Regions from separate parts of the Muntiacus reevesi genome. Here regions 1 and 3 are each linked to region 2. A link is a contact called in public Hi-C data. All regions are on one chromosome and are shown on one strand. The core of a region is the stretch at or near the end of the contact, and the rest is flanking DNA. Distances in the headings are between cores, read along the strand shown.

The links. Hi-C and Micro-C count contacts between places; a contact is called where the count stands out from the background.
Region 1: a contact with region 2 is called in a Hi-C map of muscle, with 4 times the contacts expected there. The contact joins the promoter of TSG101 here to the promoter of HPS5 in region 2. A contact is called at or near these places in 2 of 3 Hi-C or Micro-C datasets (blood and muscle).
Region 3: a Hi-C map of muscle shows a contact between it and region 2, with 7 times the contacts expected there. The contact joins the promoter of SPTY2D1 here to the promoter of HPS5 in region 2. A contact is called at or near these places in 2 of 3 Hi-C or Micro-C datasets (blood and muscle).

The regions. Positions count from the first base shown.
Region 1 is chr5:25,267,927-25,271,149 of mMunRee1.1, forward strand. It overlaps TSG101 (tumor susceptibility 101), which reads left to right and starts at 1,304. Exons shown (of 9, transcript XM_065937269.1): 1 at 1,304-1,461. The coding sequence starts at 1,420. It also overlaps the pseudogene LOC136169211.
Region 2 is chr5:25,424,084-25,427,425 of mMunRee1.1, forward strand. HPS5 (HPS5 biogenesis of lysosomal organelles complex 2 subunit 2) reads left to right here and starts at 1,861. Exons shown (of 23, transcript XM_065937279.1): 1 at 1,861-1,982. It overlaps GTF2H1 (general transcription factor IIH subunit 1), which reads right to left and starts at 1,539. Exons shown (of 15, transcript XM_065937280.1): 1 at 1,386-1,539.
Region 3 is chr5:25,175,896-25,178,864 of mMunRee1.1, forward strand. SPTY2D1 (SPT2 chromatin protein domain containing 1) reads left to right here and starts at 1,623. Exons shown (of 6, transcript XM_065937260.1): 1 at 1,623-1,827. The coding sequence starts at 1,768.

The DNA.
Region 1 (3,223 bases), core at 54-2,553, 160 kb before region 2:
CTTTTTATATAATGTATAATCGAAAGCCAGTTATAGCACATATCAAGTCTGCACTACTACGCCTTGCATGCTTCGAAACTCCCAACAGGATACTGGAGGCCGTTCAGAAAAAACTTGGAATAAAGGTTGGAGACTACACCTGACAAACTTTTCACTCTTATATAAGTGGAATGTTTAGGGGTCTGTGTAAATGCACCAATGGTTCAAATAAATGACAACTACTATGAGGATCTGACACCTAAGGATATTGAAGAAATTATTGATAAACTCAAGGCTGGCAAAATCCCAAAACCTGGGCCAAAGAGTGGACGCTTCTCCTGTGAGCCAGCTGGAGGTCTTACCTCTTTGACTGAACCACCAAAAGGACCTGGGTTTGGTGTGCAAGCAGGCTTTTAATTTATATTCAACTGTAAATATGTCAGTGGAGAAATAAAATATGAATTTCCTATCTACCTACATTTTTTATATTGTTCATTTCCATCTGTGTACACATTGCTTGTAACCTAGCAACTGAGAGCTGTTAAGTATCATGTCAGAACTTCAGAGCACCATTTTCAACTGCCTGTTCACTTTCATCAATATTAGGGTGCTGTAAAATAAAAATTCTGTCAAATTTCAAAAAAAAAAAAAAAAAGAGTACCTACTCTTGCACTGTACAAGACCATGAGGATCTGAAGCTGAGCCTGATTTCAAAGACTTGGATTTTGATAGTGGACAGGCTGGTACACACAACAAGTCTAAGGAAGAAGTTAGCCTGTATTATCATCCATGTCGGGCACAGTGGAATTCTGACCTAAGTGAATGGTCTCTTGTAAAGAAATTACTGCCTGACTTCCTGTGAAATGAGATCTCTGCACTTTGCCCTTGTGAATGTAATATGAAGCTTAAAAATGAAAAACAACCTGACAACCAGAGAGACCCTGGGCATCGCCTAATGCAAGCCTTTCCTCTTGGAGTTGGAAAAAACAAGCCCGAGCCAGCCGTGCACTTGCCTGCAATTATCAGAAGGCTAAGGCAGTGGCAGAACAGTTTTCTGACTCCAGTCCAGTCTTCCCACTTGACGCATCAGTCATTAAACCTCACCGGAAAGGCAATCCTACTTTTTACCCTCCCTGCACCTGCTCTTTTAGTGTGAGGGCAACTGTGAAAGAGCTGCCGATCCTATTATCCCGGCTCAGCAACTCTACCCTCGGAACGGGATTCCCCGGACCTGACCTAGGCCGTCAACCCCTACCCACGGCCGACCTCGGAAGTGACGTAAGGGAAGCGGAAGCGCTGGCGTGGAGGCAGACTTCCTGTTGCTAGAGGCGGGGGGGTGGGGGGCTGGCTCGTCTGTGTGCGGTTGTGTGGGGCGGCCTGGGGCGGCCCCGGAGCGGCTGACCCTCTGCCTGCAGGGACTGGAGTCGCGAGGCGGCGGCCATGGCGGGGTCGGAGAGCCAGCTCAAGAAAATGGTGTCTAAGGTGAGGCTGCGGCGCGCTCTCCTCTCGGCGCACACCCACCACTCCCCCCCGCGCCGCCAGGGCCTGCCCGACCAGCCCAACGAGCCCCCCAGGCCGGCCCGAAGTCCCGGGCCTCCCCTTGGCCACCTATGCTGCCGCCCGCGCCAGGATGCCTGTCGCCCGGGGCCGGAGTCCCCGGGCCGGGGCCGACGGGGGGCGGCGACGGTCAACAATGGAGCGGAGCCGAGGCCGCCTGCCGCCTGCCACCTGCCGCCCGCCCTCCTCTTTTCGGGGAGAGAGTTTGGAGCAGTCTGTGGGGCAACATAGTTTTCATCAACAGAAGGAGGGGGTTGTACTTAAAACTCGGTCTTGGGCACCCCTTCCTTCATGTCCCAATGCAGGGCTCTTCATTCTTATTCGCCCTTCCCTCCCAGCTTCCTGAGGTGGTGTCCTTTTCAGTTTGTATTCCTCACGCAGCTCAATAGCCCACCCCGCGGTTGGTTGAATTGGCTCAATTATAAATGGAAACGTCCTGAGAAGCTCATTACCTCGGGTGAAATAGAATTCCATTATCATTCCAGGGTGTTTGATTTGCTCAGAGTGACTCCCTTTTAATTTTATGTTGCTTATAAAGCCAGTTTATTTACTTTGAAATTTTTAATCTAAATAGTTCAAGACTGGTGTGGGTTTGTTTTTTGGTTTTTTCCCTTTTTTAAAAAAGTCTGTAGGCATTTTGTATTTAAAGCTGTGAATTAGTTTAACAACTAAAAATATGGCACCTGATACCAGAGTGAATTGGGTGCTTTTTGCTTTGTTTGTTGCTTTGTGTTATTTTTTCAATTTATCAAAGCTAATTAATGGGAATAAGATGTATGTGAAATGGTTGAGAGTTGAATATTCTCCAGTTAAACAGGTTTAGCTTTAGATACTTTTGTCAAAATAAGAGTGGTAGAAAGTGAAATAGTTTAAAACAACTTTCAGTATTATTAAAACACATTATTATGTGTAAACTTATTTCTCTGAAAATATACTTTTTCGCCCAGTAAAATCATCCCTATAGTCTTTGATTGAAGAGCAAATAATCTCTAAGGAGAAATTGATGGTTTTTGAAATAAAGCTACTCTTTGATTTTTCTAATCATATCTTCTAGGCTTCTGATTTTCTTTCTTTTTTTCTAATTAAAATATAGTTGATTTTCTTTTGATAGAGTAAACTTACCTTTAATTGCAGAGGAAGTTTTAGGGAGCCTTAGAAAGCTGTGGCCTGGATCTATGTTGTAGCATTTAATTTTTCGAAGTATGTTATTTTATATACTATGTAACTGAAGGGTGTCTGTTCCATACCATTTTAAAAAATCTTAATTGATTGCATTGCCCTTAAAGTCTATTCCTTCATGTATGTGTATCAAAGTTCCTATATATAAGGACAAGAGTATTCAAATATTGGTTTGGAATTTTAGAAACCATAATTAAGTTTCCTAAACTTTCTGTTGAGGAGCCTGCCTTCGAAGACAGAGGCAAGACATCTTTAAAAGATATTTTATACCTACGCCTGCCATCTCCTCCCTCCATCCTCTTTATATCCTCAGAGCAAAAAAGGACATAATTTGGTGGAAACCAGCATAATACTGTAAAGCAATTATCCTTCAATTAAAAATAAATAATTTTTTATAAGAAAGGACATAGAGCAGAGGTGGGAGAGAACATTTGTCTCTCATCTGGTTCTTGACCCAATACCTGAAATATTGAGTCTCTTACAAGTGGTGATGTCACTTCTGATTACT
Region 2 (3,342 bases), core at 611-3,110:
CAGGGATAAAAGATGTACAGACAATCAGGAAGAAGATATGAGCCTTTAGAGCAGGAGGTATAAGCAGCAGCCACAACTGACTGAAGGCGATCGTCTGGTGCACTGTTTTTAACCAATTCCTCTCTTTGCATCAACCTTTCTAGTATTTTTAAACAGCTCTCTCTGCACTTGTGTGGATTTTTTTTCCCACATGAACACTACCATACGTATTTATTATTAATATCACCCAGAAGAGACTCAAATCTTTCAATCTGCTGCACTGCTAAGTGTTGGTTCAGAGTAGCAGAACAGGTTTAATGGCTCCAAATTATCTCCCCCTTTTCCAAACCAGGGATTTTGGTCTGCTAAAAGGTACAAAATTCCTTCTGGAGTCTACTCCTTTTGTATGCCATAAGCCTGAGGTTACCCTTCCCTCTGCTGCGACCTCCATCTCATTTTTCTATCTTTGATTTTTCAAAATCTCCCTTAGGGTTGGCAACCTTGCTTTAGTTACCAAAGTCGAGTTCAGTGATTTTCAAGCTGTGTTCCAAGAGGGGAGGCTGAGTGGGTAGGATGGGTGCTCCCAAATGCAATTCCACCACAGCATGCTGCTTTATACGTCTGGGGTTTCTGATAAGAATTCACGAGGAAAAATTGTTCCACTTCCTTATGGAGTCAGTACTTACTGCAAGGTATACTTTAAACCACACAGTTTTGGTATGTTTTTAAAACTGGGTCTGCTAATGGGCAAAAGGTTAAGTTTTTATCTCTTTCCTCCCGTCCCCCTCCCCCCTCATTTTATAGACCCTAAAACAGGTGTTTAAGAGTCAACCGAAAACACTTCCTTACACAATTTAGCCTTGGGGAATTTCTAAAATAAATTATATATTTCCATGTGTTGGTGCTTAAACATGATCAAGTTGGGCATAGATCAAAACTTGGTGTGTGAGTGGCGGGGGTGGGGTGAACTGGCACAGGTGTTAAGGTCGTTGTAAGAGGGACAGGATTGACAAGCGAAGCAAAAGGTGCGTGGAACTAAGATGAAAGCTTTTCCCTTACAGAAACCGAAAGACTCAATAGCAGTTTCTCTAACGGGAAGGGCTCCTCAGCCAGAGAGAGGCTTCCACGTCCTTCACCCTCATGAGCCAAGTCTCATCCCAGCTTTGGGTACATCTTTGAGTCCTTGCTTTCAGTGGAGGGGTTGGCTTCCTATAGACAAGGAGATTAGGGGTCGCCTCTTCCTCTATTCAGAATAATAAAGGGCTAACCAAGACAGCAGAATTGGGAATTGCAGCAACGGCGACAGGGATACAGGAAAAAGGGGCAGATTCCGTGCCGTCTTGCGGCCCCCAGGCCTGTCAGCTCATCACCCACCCGTCCACCCCCATTTTTCGGTCTAAACTTACCAGTGGGAGACAGCCCTGGGCAGGGAGTAAGTTACTGCGCTGGGTCGAGTCGAGTTCCGCTGAGCTTCTTAAAGATGCTGCGGGAAAGAGGCTGAAACCCAGTAGCCGCCGCCGCCGCCACCGCCTCTGTTACCAGGGGGTCTCGCCTCCATCGCTGGCTGCGAGAACTCTGAGGGCACGTGACCGGAAGTACCAAGGCGGGCCTGCGGGGCACGTGACCCCAGAGCGCGGCCGCCATGACACCTTCCGCTAGTTCCCTCCCTCCTCCGCCGGTGCCCGCCTGCTTCATTTATTCTCGCCGGCTTTAGGCGGTGAAAGGTCCCAGGAACTTGGCTGTCTCACCCCTTTGGCCTAGGGCTCCTCCGGTCCCGTTCGGCGTTGCGTCTTCGGCCGGCAGCAGGCAGGCCGCAGAGAGCGTAATCGCGACCGCGGCCGGAGGGGGAGGGACCACGCGCAAGCAGGGCGTAACCCATCACATGACGAGGAAGTACCGTTAACAGCTTTGTCCCGGCGTCCCCGGCGCTCCGGGATGACGTACGCCTGGGAGGGGAGGAGTAGGAGGGAAGACTGAAGCTCAGGTGCGGCTCTTAGCGCTGGGTGAGTGTGCGGGCGCCTAACCGGGAGAGAGGCTGTGAACCACAGAAAGTTGGGGGCTGCTGGCCTAGAGGTGGGGGAGAGGGGCTGAGATCTACAGGCTGTGAGCCTGGCTTTGAAAACTTGATTATCGCGACTTCTTTCAAGAGATCTGAATGTAGTATTAAAGTTAACTGCTGTTAAGTTAGGGGTTCCGCTAGGCAGGGAGCTTGTGGTCAGATGTCTGCAGTGGTGCGTGCGAGGCATGTTGAGTGCATGAGTGAGTGAGTCGCCATTTCTTGGTCTAAAGTAGAGAGGAGTTCTCTTATTGGGTTGTTGTTCAGTCACTCAGTCGTGTCCGACTTTGCGACCCCATGGGCTGCAGCACGCCAGGCTTCGCTGTCCTCCACTGTGTCCCAGAGTTAGCTCAAACTCATGTCCCTTGAGTCATTGATGCTATCCAACCTTCTCATCCTCTGTCGCCCCTTCTCCTGCCCTCAGTCTTTCCCAGGGTCAGGGTCATTTCCCAAGAGTCGGCTCTTCGCATCAGGTGGCCAAGGTATTGGAGCTTCAACTTCAGCATCACTGCTTCTAAAGAATACTTACTGTTGATTTCCTTTAGGATTGACTGGTTTGATCTCCTGGCTGTCCAATGGACTCTTGAGTGTTTTACAGCACCACGGTTCGAAAGGCATCAGTTCTTTGGCGTTCAGCCTTCTTTATAGAAAGATCCCATTATGAGGGAATCCCCAACTTCCTCTTGGCATAATATGTTTAATTTTTCTTCCTTTTTTTCTCTCTCTTGCCTCTTCTTCCTTTCACTAGGTAGTGGGGAAAAGAGAACGCTGTGATTTGCATTGGGTTTTCACACAGCAAACACTGGTTCAGTAAAATGAGTACTAGGCCAAGAGAAAAACCTTTTTTTTGATCATATTGCTCTTTTATGTTGCCATCAAGCAATAGGGGAAATGAAAAGGTAATTAGATTTGGACTCAGGATTAGTGGGTTTTAGTCTCACCTCTGCTTATGAGCTCTGTGACCTTTTAGTAAACCAACTCTTCAGAAGGTTTTTTCATTGTCTTTGGTAAGCATTTATGACCACCCTCTGCTTAGTGTTTTGCTTGGCTAACTGTGACAGAAGTAATAGTTAAACTCAGTTTTGTGGAGAGACGGGTTTTTTCTGTGGAGGAAGAGTCCAGAAACAGCATATATTAAACCATGGAGGCACAGAAAGCTTATAGAATGAAACATTTGTACAGAGATTCTTGTTGTTACGAATTTACTTAAAAGTCTTGAATGCATATATGTGCATGACTAAATCACTTTGCTGTATACTTGAAACTAACAGCATTGTAATTTAACTGTATGTACCTCAAGAAAAAAT
Region 3 (2,969 bases), core at 373-2,872, 250 kb before region 2:
GAGCATGAGGAAAAATGGGCAGGGAGGGGGGTGCGACAGAGGATGAGATGGATGGATGGCATCACCAACTCGATGGATATGAGTTTGAGCAAGCTCTGGGAGATGGTGAAGGACAAGGAAGCCTGCTGCACTGCAGTCCATGGGGGTCACAAAGAATTAGACACGACTTATCCACTGAACAATAAGATGGCATAGGCTACCGTGGGCTATGCTGGACTCCCAGATGGAATAAAAACGTTGCCAACTACAGTTCTGCCATTGGACAAAGATTTAATCTCCTGTTGTTTGGGCAAACTTAAACATGGAAATGTAGTCAGGGCCACACCTCAGCCTTAAAGCGGAGATTGGAAGAAGATAGAGACGCTTTGCCTAATACTTTTAAGCAGCTTTATTGAGATGATTTTAAAAAAGATTTATTTATGGCTATTCTGAGTCTTCACTGCTGCCCACCGGCTTTCAATAGTTGCAGTGAGCAGGGGCTTACTCTTCCTTGCAGGTGCGCAAGTTTCTCATTGCTTGTTGCGGAACACAGTTTATACAGCACAGGCTCAGTTGCTCAGTGGCAGGTCGGATCTTCCTAGACCAGGGATCCAACCCCTGTCCCCTGCATTGGCAGTCATATTTTTAACGAATATACCACCACCAGAGAAGCCCTATTGAGATAATTTACACTGTCAAACTGATTTGTTTTCAGAGTACGATGATTAGTAAAAACATCCAGCCATCAGTATTAACCAGTTTTGGAGCAATTTCATCGCACCGGAAGATCCCTACTGCTTGGCTGCGGTGGATTCCCGCCTATTCTTAACCACAGCCAGTCTGTCTAATTAGTGTATTTTACACTAATTAGAAATGACCTTACAGACCCCAAATAACCCTTAAGAGGAAGCCAGGACTGGACTCCCAACAAATGTGGAATTGGGGCATATATGTACATTTTGATCAGTGCACCAAATATATCCAGGCTGGGTCTGTGAGAAATTTCTCCATTCAGCCACTACACAAAGCACAGCTGGATGCCCTACTTGGGGCTTATTATCGAAAATGAAGCAAAAGCAGTAAGCTGTACAGTAAGATGTACAGAAGCCTCTGTACATCACGCGCGTGCATCTGTGTAGGAGGTGAGCATACACCCTATGCCGGGATGCGAAGAGTCAAGCGTTCCCAGGACAGGGGACCAGTCGGTGTCGTTCGCATCTGCGCAGCCTGGCGAGCGCCTACAAACGCCTAACTGTAATCCCCTGCTCGAGACCTGTCGGTTCTGCTGTTGAGGTACCGCCTTCTCGGACCTGAGCGTCCAACCGTGACACTCAGACAACCCGTAGATAACGCCTCAACCCCTCGCTCTCGTGCCCGAGAGCGCACACGGAGCACGGAAACAGGCCTTGCGCCAACGCCTCCAGCTAAACGGCTTTCCCTTGGCCACGCCCCCCAGTTTACAGGTCGAGTCTCCTTGGTGCGGGAAGGGCTTAGTCCCGCCCCTTCGAGCCGACGCCAGCAGCCACGTACCACGTTTCTACGTGTCTCGAGCCTGAAAGCGGAAGTTACGCCAAAGACTCGCGAGGGAAGCGGCGGGCCTGAAAGGATACTGGCCTCTGGAGGAAAGTGGGCGGGCAGACGGCATTGGAGAGCGCCGGAAGTGGTCGTGCAGGGGAGGGGTGGGAGAGAGGCTGGCCAGACAGATCATTAGGCTGTTGCTGGTCGCCTCGGTAAGGCGCGCTTTCCCTCCTCTCCGAGAGGCTGGCCCAGTCCTCCTCCTCGACCAGAATGGACTTTAGGGAAATTCTCCTGATAGCTTCCAAAGCGCAGGGTGTCAACAACGTGCCGGTAAGTACCAGCCGGGGGGCGACTGTAGGAGATCCTGGTCTTCAAGTTCCGAGTGTGTGGTCCTCGGAACTTCCAGGAATCAGCACATCGGCTCCAGGAAAAGAAAGATCTGGACTCCGTTGTTTTTTTTTTTTTTTTTTCTTTTTCCTTTTGGACATGTACTTCTGGGTACTGGGGGTTGAAGTTAATGGGGGCTTGAAATAAGCAAGCGGGAGCGTGCTGACGAGCTGATTTGGTTTGTTTCGGCTTAGTTACCCCTACTACTTGAACTTTGCGTTTAGGATATTTTAGAGTTGCGTGAAAGCTGGTGAGTAGAGCCGTGCCTGGCACGTAGTGGAATCTAATGCTCGTAGTTTATAGCTTCGGCATAAACTTCAACCCAGAGCTTGGGGAGTTCAGGAATATTAGGGGCTTGGCCTGATAGTTTCTGAGCTGATTTTCCGCTGATCTTTGAGTCAAACGTTTTGTGATTTCCCGAACAAGATTTTTTGACTTGTGTCCCCCACCCACTCAGCCAACCAGGTGATTGAATTATCACCTCCCTAGGAAGGGAGTGTGAGTGGATTCCACGAAATTTTGGCCAACAGGATGAGAGAAATAGTTTCAGCTTCCGTTTACTTGTGGTCTTCCAGATTTGTTGTTTGAAATCTAGGTCCCAGTTACTCTGTGAGGTTTGCTAATTCGCTGAGCGGTGTAAAACTTTAGTATCTAAATGCGGTAGTGGTGGTGAGGGCCTCGTTTGCGAGGGTGTAGCTGTTTTGCATAAACTAATCATTTCGAGATCCTCAGATGGTACCACAGCCTCAGCTGTAAACCGATAAATTGCATTGTGATACCTGCGGTTTGAGCGTTGAGGTGTGGAGCTCAAACGGCGCTCTTTTTAAGTCAGTTCAACTAGATCATATTGAGCTCTCATGATGTGTTCTGCATTTCTTAGATTTTTGTATATTTGCAATATTTTTTCCCTCTCTTGTGCTCATTCTTTTACTCTTTTGAAGATATTGATGTAAAAATAACTGGTTAATAAAACCGATATTGATCAGTTTATTATATGTATTCACATCCCATCTCAAATACTTTGAACGACCTTGAAATTATGAAACCTTATTTTCTGTCTCTGTAAATTTCCTAGACAAGTCAAT